Regions from separate parts of the Danio rerio genome. Here region 2 is linked to region 1. Evidence: chromatin contacts called from public Hi-C data. All regions are on one chromosome and are shown on one strand. The core of a region is the stretch at or near the end of the contact, and the rest is flanking DNA. Distances in the headings are between cores, read along the strand shown. Region 1 holds the start of tap2t (transporter associated with antigen processing, subunit type t, teleost specific). Region 2 overlaps arhgap12b (Rho GTPase activating protein 12b).

The links. A called contact is a pair of places that touch in the nucleus more often than the background predicts.
Region 2: a Hi-C map of skeletal muscle shows a contact between it and region 1, with 4 times the contacts expected there. The contact joins the enhancer-like site here to the promoter of tap2t in region 1. A contact is called at or near these places in 4 of 18 Hi-C or Micro-C datasets (caudal fin, embryo, hematopoietic stem cells and 1 more) and 1 of 4 datasets of contacts at active chromatin or transcription factors (caudal fin).

The regions. Positions count from the first base shown.
Region 1 is chr12:28,355,321-28,362,053 of GRCz12tu, forward strand. tap2t (transporter associated with antigen processing, subunit type t, teleost specific) reads right to left here and starts at 4,415. Exons shown (of 13, transcript XM_009306749.5): 1 at 4,218-4,415; 2 at 2,252-2,833; 3 at 438-552; 4 at 203-333. The coding sequence starts at 2,789. slc16a5a (solute carrier family 16 member 5a) reads right to left here. Exons shown (of 5, transcript XM_021480337.3): 5 at 6,078-6,733.
Region 2 is chr12:28,479,785-28,486,517 of GRCz12tu, forward strand. All of the region lies in intron 2 of arhgap12b (Rho GTPase activating protein 12b), which reads left to right. Among named protein-coding and RNA genes, the nearest start is that of arhgap12b, 61 kb to the left of the region's middle. Within about 2 kb of position 3,062, at least 7 of the 62 cell types and tissues checked have an H3K27ac peak or open chromatin away from gene starts, as enhancers often do.

The DNA of each region.
Region 1 (6,733 bases), core at 3,165-5,664:
CCTGCACAGCACTTTGCTAGCTGGCCTCTGTTAAATCAGAACTGATGCTGACATTGATTTTCTAGTGTACAAAATAAAAATTGTTATAAAAATAAGTACATATTATCATTAATGTAATTTATGTCAATATTTAGAATAGTTTGTTTTGACTGTCAAGAATCCTCCAAAAAAGACGTCACACAATTAGGCCTCTTTGGTTTACCTGGTTTGATTTCATCAAAGAAGTCTATCTCCTGCTTCATGACATTCTGGAACAGCAAATTCCGTATTCTCTTGTTCAGTCTGTTGAGGCTAAACATGAACATCCCTCCGCGAAGACCGCTGAACATAGAGCTAAAAAACACAACACATCAGCATTTTATTCCAGAAGACAACCAATCAGTGCAAGAAGACATTACTTTTAAATATCTGAATACATTTACATAAGAATCTCTAACCTTCCAAGTGAGCACAGTGCCAAGAGTAAAATGGCCCAAGTGAAGTTGCTGTGCTGGTATTTTCCACTCAATATGTCAATAACCTTTCCAGTACAGTATGGGATGAACGTCTCAACTATAAAATAAAACCATCACATTCCATTAGGTCACCTTTTTTTTGTATTATTCTGGTATTATCATCTACTGCAAATGATTAAAGCAATAAGCATGACCTTTTATAACAGCTAAGAGGCCTTCTTTTTTAAAATTTTTAGTTCTCTTTATACTATGGGGACTGTTGAATGCTTGATTCTGATTGGCTGATGATCTAGGTTACGCACTTGTATTCAGAAAAAGGCACAGCTAAAATAATTTCAGGCAGGTCTTAACTGCATTACAATTCCCTATACACTAAAAAAATAATGTTTGCTGTTAGTTTGAACTACATATATAAAATAAGCTGAAACAACACAGTTCTTAAGTTTACTGGGGGACAACTTAATTGTTTAAAGTTCAATACACTTACATTTGTATAAATTACTAAACTAACTTAATTCCTTCATGTAGTCCCAACACAAATTGGTTTTGTTGAACGCAGCATTATTTTACAGTGTATACTACACCAAATGATTTCAGTTATTTTACACTCTACAACTGTCAATCAATCAACCAATAAAGGCTTAACATAAAATGTGTAAGAAACTAGTCCCACAAAGAAGAGGTTTAAGAAGAAAAAAACTGACAAATGACTTGACAAACTTAATCTGAAAGTCTTTTATGCGTGGTAAACATAGTATATGCAGAATAATTAACTCTGGTCTATTGAATTATTTAAAAATAATGCACTCCACATGCACAATGCAGACTGCAATATTTTAATAAACCAATGGCCTGTAGTCCAATATTACTCTTATTAACTAATCCACAGCTTCACAAAATCTACTGATTTTATAAAACAGTTATTTACACTGCACTTACAGTTGTACGTTTAGAGAAAGTTTTTGCATCATTAAACTCGAATCAACCAAATAGAATCAAGGTCCGGTGTCCTTACATTTTATCCTACCCATCAGATTATGCTACTAACACTGTATTCGAATGGTTTTGAGGTTGGGCTTAGGGATTAGGTAGGTTAGGGCGATATTTAGGCATGGGATGATAACCGTTTTCGAGGTATACCGCGGTGTGGAAAAATTAAGGGTTTAAAATCTCTAAAATTTTCTGTAATACCATCCCTAAGGTATGTATAAGATTTTATATTTACATTTTTTGTTTTGTTTGTTAAGACAACAGTATTTTTAGCAGAAAAAAATATCCAAATATGCCGTTTTAAATTGAAAAGAAATCTGATTTCAATGATTCATTTAAATTATTTAGCCTGACATGTTTACTGCTCCAAAATATTATAAATCTTTTAAAAAATAAAATATATTGTTTTCAAAAACTAAAAAAAGTTTTAGTTTTTACCCCGACATTTAAAAAAAGTGTATTTTAGAGCAGTAATCACAACACTGTGGTACCGTGATATTTTTATTCAAGGTCATCTTACTGTCAGAATCTTATACCAGCCCATGCCTTGCGATATTGCAGCTTCATATCACACTACTGCACATTAAAATTTACACTGGTAGCAAAATCTGATGGGTAGCATATTGTGTTATCTACCTACTTTTTGAATGGGAGGTAGGAAATTCTGACAAGGTAGGACAAAATGAAAGAACACTGGAACTATCTGTTTTATAAGATAATATAGTTTCTTCTATCTAGTTAAAAGAAAAACCTTGTGCATTAAAAAAATCAAGGATTAGTTCAGATAAATTAGGATAAAGACTCACACAGTGCCGCCAAGCTGAGGAAGATAAAAGCAGCTCCTAGATAAAGATAATCAAGCCTGGAGTAGCGAATGACCCTCATTAAAAGTGCTCTGGCCTCTTCATCTTTCTTCTGGTTTCTGCCACCCTTAGATGATCCACCATGTGGGAAGGCCATTTCCCACACCATATAAATGAGGATCGACGTAGCAGAGCTGAGAATCACCATACCAGGATCAGGAACAGGATTGAAGCCCCTCAGGGTGCCATCCAGCAATATCTGCATACTGTCGAACACTGGAGGTAAGAAGCTCAACAGTGCGACCCAGCGCTTCAGGAGAGGTTTAAGGTTGCTTTCTGGGACAAGTGTGCTCAATAAATAAAGCCCGGCGAAGGTGATGGTCCTGAGAGCCCACAGGCACCATAGATCTAGACTGCCCTCTCCATCCAGCCACAGCAGTATCGCCCATACACAAGCCCAGAAGAGAAGATCACAGAACAGCAGACAGAAGTGGACCAGGACAACCCTGGAGACGCTGACATGAGCCTGATCTGAATCCATCTTAAACCTGATGCAAAAGATAAACCATGATCCAATCTAGTTTACTGCGAACATTGTTAAGAATTTGGGTTAAATACGACCTGTGGATTGTTGTGGCAAAACAAAAATCTATGTCAAAAATCTATTTTGACTATAAAGGTTTAAGGCAAAGGTCTCAAACTCAATTCCTGGAGGGCTGCAGCTCTGCATAGTTTAGCTCATAGGTCTCAAACTCAAACGGTTTTGCTCCAACCCTCATCAAACACACCTGATACAACTAATCAAGGTGGTCGAGTCTACTCTTGAACACCTTAATTAGTTGGATTAGGTGTGTTTAAATAGGACTGGAGCAAAACTGTGCAGAGCTCCGGCCCTCCAGGAATTGAGTTTAAGACCTTTGGTTTAGCTCCAACAACCTTCAACTCACACCTGCTTAATAGTCTCTAGTAGTCTTGAACATCTTGACTAGTTGGATTGGCTGTGTTTGATTAGGATTGAAGCAAAACTGTGCAGAACTGCAGCCCTCCAGCAATTGAGTTTGAGACCTATGGTTTAAGGTAAAGATTAAAGTGAAAATAGACATGTTGCACACTAATCAGGCAGAGCACAATAAATGTGCCAAATGTAGAATGTTAAACCTGCAAGTAATGTATTTCATTGTTGTATTTGTAATGTAAGTAATGTATTAAAAAGTAATGTATTGTATTATATTGTTGTTTGTAATTGTATTGTTTTGGTAGCAGTATTTGTAAAGTGACGATTGCGGTGGGTAATCAAAATAGTTTGAGTTAACCATTAAAGTGTTGTTTTTATTTTTAGATCGTCATGATACAATGTTAAAATGTCATGTGGTTCTAACTTTTTAAACATAATGAATAGCATAGCCTGCGTGGTTATAATCACAATTTTTGCATGTATAAGGTCTAAAAATAAATATTGTTTCACTGAAGTACATTGACCAGATTGCCTTCCATATACAAAAATGTAAACAATACAAAAACACATATATCATAAATCACTATTCAGCTAAAAAAAATCGGTCAGTCCTATTCCAGCATATCAAAAGAGAAACATGTCACCAATTAATGGAAACTGGACAAATGTATCTGCTTTCAGTTTCTCCTTGCCTCACTGTTAACTTTGTGCTGTTATGGCCTTACCTATTTAGGTTTTTGACATATGACACAAGAAAGGTTTAAGTTAGTAATATTGCGATTACAAAGGTTTAAAACTCCTGATGTAAATCAGTTCATGGTTGACATTAGGCAGTCTGGTATCTGAGACCACCTGAAATAAAATAAAAAAACGGAACCAAGCAACTTTAACCAAACTAAAGGCTGTTGACCAGCTTAGGCTGCTTATAGATGTTTTCAGCAGCATGAATCTTTCGAACTGTAAATAAATCTGAAGATAAAAGCAATAAACAGAGTATAGATTTAGTCTGCTTACCATCTGTTGTCCTCGTTGCATTTTGTCTCAGGATCACTTTTGGTTTCACTTTCGCAGCTGTGGGCGACGTCAGATCCGTTTTCAGCTTCAGTATGAGTTAAATAGCAAGATACTTCTTAAAAACGACTTACAGTAGGTTCATAGTTTGCTTAAGACGAGGCAGTTTGCACACAACACGTTCATTTCTGTATATACTGCGTATGACGTTTCATGACGATGTTTTTCGTCGTCGACCAAATGGCTGCTGTTCCTCAAGTCACCGGCAGAGCGCGCTGTTTAACAAACAACACGAGTCTTGAGTGTCATTTCAGCTTTAAAGGGACAGAAGCGGCGAGAACAAAACATCTCACCAGATTAAGACCCTGTCACGGCCATAAAAACATCTGCAATGTGAACAAAACGAAGATGGATGGCCAACAGCATCAAAACTAAACTGCTTTGTTTTTTTTTGTTTTTTTTTTTGCACTAGGAGTGGCGTAAATTCAGGTATTTTGCAATATAAAACACATGGTTATATTAATATCAATAATATCCTTTTTACTACATAAATATCAGTTTTACAGTCTTTAGAAAAATATTCAACACTATTTAATTATATAAATCAAACATATAAACCATAAAATAATGAAAATATATAATAATAAAATAAAAAACACATAAATTAAATACAATAATCACATTATTAAAAAAATATTAGAAAAAAAAGTCAGGACAAAGCCCAAGATCACAACAGGGCTACACAGTACATCAAATATTGATTAGAAAGATTAAAAAAATATAATATAATATAATAAATATAATATAATATAATATAGTATAATATAATATAATATAATATAATATAATATAATATAATATAATATAATATAATATAATATAATATAATATAATATAATATAATATAATATTACTGTAAAAAATTCTGGTAGGCCTAAATTTTTAAGTTGAATCAAATTAATTATATGAGTCCATTGGACTTATATTATGTTAAAATGACTTAAAACCGTGTGTGTAACTTATAAAGTTCAGTTAGAACATGATTAACTTTGTTAACAGTGAGTTAAATTAATTTTAGTTACAATGAACTAAAAACATATGCTGTCAGGACTGATCATATAATTTTTAACAGTGTATCATAAACTTTGCATCTTTTTATTTTGGAAAAAAATGGTCAAGTTTACCTCCCCATAATCAGAAATTGTGCTCTGCATTTAACACATCCAATTGCGCGCACACACACACACACACACACACACACACACAAACACATACACACAAGCAAACAAACACACACACACACACACACACACACACACACACACACACACACACACAGTAGTTAACACACACACATCATGAACACAAACACCTAAAAACAGGTGTTTTGGAATAAGTTGTTAATTTTTTTTATTAAAAGGCTGATAAGTTACGGTTTATTTTATTTATTTATTTATTTGTTTGTTTATTTATTTATTTAATATAAAAAAATGCACAAAATGACAGTCAAAAAAAATCTAACGTTTTCCTTTTTAAGGGACTGAAAAGTATTATGTTTACAAATGGGTTGAAAAAAATCTTCTCTCCAAAACAGAAAACACATAAGCTGAAACATAATTCTTCTTGAAATTAATTAAAAAAAAAAAAAAAAGACTTTTCTTCAGTCGATAATTTCTTTATTCATCTTTAGTAATAAATTTAAACTAAGTACAGAAATAAACTTTTATGTTGTTGTTGTTTTTTGCTGCAAATATATTGTATTACACTTTGTGATAAAAATGATAGTCTGTCAGTGTCCTTTCTGCTTTCAGATATGCTTTGGCAAAGTAACAAAACAACAATGAAACTATGGCAAGACCACTATCAGTTTACATGAGGAGTTTACAAAAATCAGCAAATGAAATGTGACACTCTGTATTCAGCAGTAAAGTTACAATTCATGACACTCGATTTCAATGTGCTTCAGTTCAAACCCCTGTACAAATCCAAAACACACAATCAAACACCCCAAATGGTACATGTTGAAAACTTCTCATACAAAAAGCACATTGTTTTAAAATCATCTTGGTTAAAGAATATTGGTATTGGTGTAGCCCATGTGCAACAATAGCAAAGCAGTTTGTTATCCAGTACCTTTCCTACCCTTTAGAAACAACTGGACCAAAGACATCAAATCATCCTTTTAAGGGTCAGGTCTTTTAGTGCACTATAAAACAACACAGTGTGATATACTGTAGGTATGGAAAAAAATAAGAGACCATATGAAATATTTACTAGGTTTATTATGTTTGGATAAAACATATGATATTAAGGTTATTCTATTATTATGTATTTAAACATTTAATATTAATATAGTAGATATAAACATATCTGGAAAAAAGGCACTTTTTATGTACAAAAAGGCTCTAAATGACAGCATTTGTATTTAAAAGTTGGTATAAATGTTGTCAGGCCTTCATTTTTAAATTTCCTGACGTTAAAATAGGACCCAGTGATTTTAAGACCTACCGCAACGTGAT
Region 2 (6,733 bases), core at 1,812-4,311, 120 kb after region 1:
ATGATGGATAGATGAATGATTGATATGTGGATGGATGGTTGAGTGGAGGAATGAATGATTTGTTGGATGGGTTATTGATGAATGAATGAAAGGGAAATAGTCATGATAGATGGATCATAGATAGATTGATGGCTGGATGAATGATAAATGATGGGTTGATGAAAGATGACTGGGTGGATAATAGATGAATAATAATAGTGGATATTGGATAGATTGATGGATGAATAATAGATTAATGTAGGGAAGATAGATGGATGATCGATATGTGGATGGGTTATGGATGGAAGGATGAATGGACATGTTAGATGGATCATAAATAGGTTAATGGGTGAATAAATGGTAGATGATGGGTGGATGGTATGTAAATGAATATATGATAGATTAATAATAATAGGTGGATGAATTGATTTAGATGAATAATTAATTTATATGTGGATGAATAAATGATTGGATAGGTTATTGATAGAAGAATGAAAGGGGAAGAGTCATGATAGATGGATCATATGTAGGTTCATATGTTGGATGAATAATAAACGATGGGTTGATGGAAGACGAATGGATATGATAGATGAATAATAATAATAGGTGGATGTTGTATAGACTGGATGGATGTATTATAGATTAATATATGGAAGGCGGATGGATGATTGATATGTGGATGGATAGATGGATGTACAAGTTTATGTTTGGATTAATAGACGGATGAGAAGACAACAGTTGTGATCTCTCAAGGACACTACATACCCCCCTACCCCCCGCACCTCAGCTTCTTACCAGGTTATAATAGTCTCCAGATTGTTGGGCAGTGCTTTTTGGTTTTCGGCAGGTTTTAAATGGTTTTTGGGCTGGAATTAGTCCGCTACATCTGGCAACACTGAGCGCTTTACTAACAGAGAGAGAGAGAGAGAGAGGAAAAAACATTACCTGATGGATCGTTGGTAATATTTCCGCAAGATGACCATGTCGCAGTTTAGCAAAATTAATTCACGCCTAGCTCCTGAAGTGACGTGCGATGCATTAAAACATTGTTTTCCAGCCGCATCTGCACTTTATTCTCGAAATGTATAGTTTGTCTAAAGTGATGTATACAAACTATATAGTATACTATGAACAGGGATACAATCAGTCAGCGCAGTCGTAGCTCCATAGTTAAAAGCGACATTTTGTGTCTGCCGGTTTGTTTAATTGCAGGAGTTCCATTTATGTTTTTCCCACATGTTAATTCTGACCAATCGATAAGCAGTTAAGCTATGCTCGATAAGCTATCTTCAACAACATCTGGCTAATGAGTGATGTGGATTTTGTCACATGACTTCATTTTGGTTCTTTTCATCTGGTTCGGACCAAAGCCAGCAGTGTGGTGTGAAAACGACCCAAAGACGGCGGAAAATGCTACAATGCATCATTTATTGCCCTTGGTCCGGACCAAATGAAGCGAACTACAGATGTGAAAGCACCCTAAGTTGATTTTTTTTTAATAAATCCTTGTTTTCTGGATCCCCACTTTAAGTGTTTTGTTTGGGTCCTCAACTGCCCCTGTGACTTAGTGTTTCTGCTCACCAGTCTCAGGGTGCTTTCACACTAGCACTTTTGGTCCGCACCCGGGTTCGATTGACATCATAGTACAGTACGTTCAGCTAGTGTGAACGTGTCTACTGAACTCGGATGCGCACCTGTGAACCGTACCCGAGTCCGCCTGAAAGAGGTCGTCTGGGGTACGATTCATGCAAACTCTGGTACGGTTCACTTCTGATGTGATTGCAATCGTACCAAATCACGGAAGTGAACCGCCAACTGTACAACAAACTATCATTTTCATAACGTTCGTTCGTGTTTGTGTGTGTGTGTCACATTTTTGCGGCAGATGGACGCGAGTCGCTTTCTGTATGTCCGAAACCAAAAGCTTCAGTAAAAGCTGAATGACCGCGATGTGCCGAAGTCTTTCCAGCGTACAGGGGTTCAGAAGGAAAAAAGACAGTGTGAACACAAACCAACCGAGGAGGTGGCAGGGGGAGACAATCGATCTTGGGTACGGTCCAGGCAAATGAACCAAGTGTGAAAGCACCCTCAAAAACAGAGACCTGGATTCAACACCCGTTCGTGACAAGGATGAAAGGGGAATACACAAATGTTAGATGGATCATAGTTAGGTTGATGGGTGGATGAATGATAAATGATGAGCGGATGGAAGGTGAGTGATGAGGGAAGATGAATAATAGGTGGATAGATGGAAGATGGATTATTGGTAGGTGGTGGATTGATGAAGGAAGATTGGATGGTTGGATGGATTATCGATAGAAAGATGAAAGGGAAATGGACATATGTTAGATGGATTATACAGGTTGATGGGTGGACGATAGATAAAATAGGTGGATGTGAGACAAATCGATTATTGAATAGTTGATTGGATGGATAGACAATGGTTAGGTGGACGATTGATTGTTGGGGATTGTTGGTTGGATTATAGATAATTGAAGAATTAATGAATTGATGATGTGTAGATGGATGGATATTTCTTTCAAAATATAGCTGAAGATTAAAAATAAAACCATTATTTACAATTAGCTTTTACCTTTACCTACAGTACATTGCAGTTACACCCATTTTGTCCGACATCTGTTAGAGTGCTTGAGTGAGGAGAGTGTACAGATGTTCTTTATGCTGCTCTGACAGATGGCTCATATTCTCATTGAGTGCTGTACAAACGGCCAGCATCAGCGATGAGCACAGGAGGTCTGTTTGTGTATGTGTGGGATCACGCCGCATTAGACTGTGTGCGCCCAAGACCTAAAGGTTAATTGGTTGACTCTCCATCAGAGTTTGAGCACTGCTGAAGTAGCTGAGCTGTGAAATGGTGCTCAAATTTTCCATAAACTTTGCTGTCTGCTACTAAATCAGCTTCCTGGAGCCACACTTATTGATTCGTTTGTGTGTTTGTGTGGTTGTGTCGTTCTCGACACAGTTGCATTAGATGCTGTGGTCTCGTAGTGTAGATACAGACAGACCCTCGGGGGCTCTGGGGGATGTGGCTGTGTGGCTCTGCATATGTCACAGATGTGCTAATGTGTGGCTGAGCGGATGCATCCTGACTGCAGGCGGTCAGATGGAAATGTAGGTTACACTGGTCATCCATACTCAGTCCAGGAGGAAAAGAGTGAGTCTGTCTTTGTGTAAGGGGTAGTGTCTGCGGTCTTTGTGAGAAAAGGAAGCAATGTTATTTTTATAACCATGCATTGTAAAAAAAAATCTTCCTAGCGTAATTTTTTTGTTGAATCAAATGAACTTTTTGTCATTAGGGCTGGGCGATTCATTAAAAAATAATCGAAGTTGTCATTCACAACCTATAATTGATTGAATTTTTCCAGGTCGATTACTTTCCTTACAACATGACCCCACACCGTTATGTTATTCCGCCAACGTGTCGATGCTGGACATCTTAAAAACTAAGAAAGTAACACGAGCAGCTTGTACCATAGAAAAATGCATATTTACCGTACAAAAACTATTAGCAAAAAAATTAATAAAATAATCGACATTGAGCTAAAACGTTCAATTAACCGAGATTTAGATTTTAGGCCAAAACTCTGATCCCTAGTTGTTGACTAAACATAAATAAAAGTAAATAAAAATAAAAATATTACATTTAACTTAATTTAATTTAACTTAATTTAATAAGTTAATCAGGTTTCGATAATTTTTTTAGCTGTATATAGTTTAAGTAATGTAAAAACATTCGTTCTCATGACTTTTTGTCATATAATATTTTTTACAGTTTATTTATAATTTAAGTAGAGTTGTTTTTTTTCATCCGAAACATCCTGTGACGTGTATTTATGTGTTTATTTATTATTTATTTCAATAAATCTTTTGTAAAGCAGCTAGCTTTCATATTGTGCTCACATTTGAGAGATTGAGTAATTTTCTTGGTGATTTCCCAAGTGTCACATGTTTCAGTTTTACTTTAAGTAAATTACTCTGTGCTTGATGTTAATAAAAATAAATGTTTTTTAGGACTGCGGTCTGGGTTGTTCTCTGACATATCAAAACTTGATTCTCTATTCAGTTGAGTATACAGTTGAAGTCAGAATTATTAGCCCCCCTAAATTATTAACCCCTTAATTTTTTTTCAACACATTTCTAATCATAATAGTTTAATAACTCATTTCTAATAACTGATTTATTTTATCTTTGTCATGATGACAGTAAATAATATTTGTCTAGATATTTTTCAGGACACTTCTATACAGCTTAAAGTGACATTTAAAGGCTTAACTAGGTTAATTAGGTTAACTAGACAGGTTAGGGTGATTAGGCAAGTTATTGTATAACGATGGTTTGTTCTGTAGACTATTGAAAAAATATATAGCTTACAGGGGTTAATAATATTTACCTTAAAACGTTTTTTTTTTTTTTAAATAAAAACTGATTTTATTCTAGCCCAAAATAAAACAAATAAGACTTTCTCCAGAAGAAAAAATATTATCAGACATGTGAAAATTTCCTTGCTCTTTTAAACATCATGTGAGTAATATTTAAAAAAAGAAAAAAAATCATAGTGGGGCTAATAATTCTGACTACAACTGTATATACATTTAATACAAAAGTTTTAAGTATTTCTAGAAAAGAAGAGCAAACTTTAGTTTAGAAATAGTGAAATAACAAAAAGTAATTTATAGCCATTAATTTGTATATTAATGTAAATGTCTTTATGTTTGTTTTAAATTCCAGGTAAATGTGGGAAAATGTGAACAGAACCCACCTCTCCAGTATATCGAATATTGATGAAAGATTGATTCAAGATCAGTTAATTTCATGAATTTAAATGGCACCTATTTTACCCCTTTTACAAGATGTAAGATAAGCCATTGGTGTCTCCAGAATGTGTCTGTAAAGTTTCAGCTCAAAATACTCATCAGATCCAGAATCTGCCCACTTTGCTGTCTGAGTATACTGTAGCTGTTTTTGCAGCCTGTGGCTTTAAATTTGATTGAGCTGCTTTTTCACACCCACCGTTACTATGTGTGTCTGCTTCTCATCATGCATTACGTCAGATAAACAGCAGTCGGTGACAGAGAAAGACTCGGATGAAGCTGAAATACAGTTCATAATCAAAAATACTAAGTAAGTTTATTTGATGTATTTGTGGTGGAGTTTATTCAAGCCTTTCTGAAATGATGAGTTTCACATAAATGCAGTACACACACATAATAGCGTTTACTGACACCATGTGGTTGTGGTGAGATGGAACAAATATTTGAATCCCAGTTTATTTGCAAAAAAAGTTCTGTGGATATGTGTATACATGTTATTATGGAAACATGGCGGCTGTCAATCAATTCGGTGGGTAGGGAAAACCGCACTGTTGCAGTGGGCCTTGAAATCACTGGGATTTGGGTCCTATTTTAACGTCAGGAAATTAAAAAATATATATTTTTGTTGAGGCTATATCACTCCACTATGACAGTGGACACACTATACATGCACACAGTTCTGACCAAACAGCTTAATAAAGTAAATCAGTTTTGAATTAATGTCACGTTATGCAACTTAAAAGACATTGGTTTTGTTTTGTTTTAGGTTCAGAATTAAAAGCATGAATGCCAAACACCAGGCATAAATGCAGGATTTTATTTATTTATTATTTTTTATTTTTTTATTTTACACTGAACTGTGAACTTTTTAGTGTATTTTTTGTGGAAAATATCCTAAAGCATACATGCAAGCGTATCCATAGAAACATCTCAAGAAAAAAAGAATCGTGACCTTATTCAAGTTTTCAATCTCACTTGTCTTTCTTTGTTTTTCTCTCTCTGCGCTGTACCTTATTCACACTCACTCTGTTATGTAACCATCTTAGAGAGTACTGTATGTCACAGCTTAGCACACAAGGCCTTTAAGTAACTCTGTTCATGGCATGCATAACCTTAATGGACCCTCTCTGGAATACTCCATTTTGATTGGTCAGTAATGGCATTTTGCAGTCCAGCATTGCTCTATAATGATGGCTGAATTATATAAATGGACATTGCCTCAGACCGCACAATGCTCATATAGCTGTATTTAGGCTTGTGAAGCTTCAGTCATAATCTGCAACTGAGCTAATACAATTATTTTAAATCAATATTTAGTGCTCATTTAAGTTATTTATTTATTTTTTAAGCAGTGCAAAATTGGGTAAGAATGTGCAGTCAGCATTAATCAAAGGGATAAGGCCAAAGGCTCTCCAGTAATGCATATGGAGTTCTGTAATGTGTACAGAGTTGTAGTTTGCTATCTATGTAGGGACAAGACATAATGATTTTTTATACTGTACAAACTGTTTATATTCTATCCTGTTATCCAAAACCTAAACCTAACACTGCGCTTTGATATTTTCTAAATTAATTCATTACGATGTACAGTATGATTTATAAGTCACCTTAGTTTAAGTCCCCACAATGTCCCCATGCATTGGTGTTCAAGTTCAAGTTTCACCAGAATTTGAATACACACACACACACACACACACACACACACACACACACACACACACACACACACACACACACACACACACACACACACACGCACGCACGCACGCACGCACACACGCACGCACGCACACAGCCAAAAGTAATGAGATGCTTAGGAAGGAAAGGAATGCAGGTTGCCATGTTTACATATAATCCAACTGTGGCAGAAGGTTTATTGGTATAAGGGGGACCCCTAGTGGCCGATCTGAAGAACAGAAAAG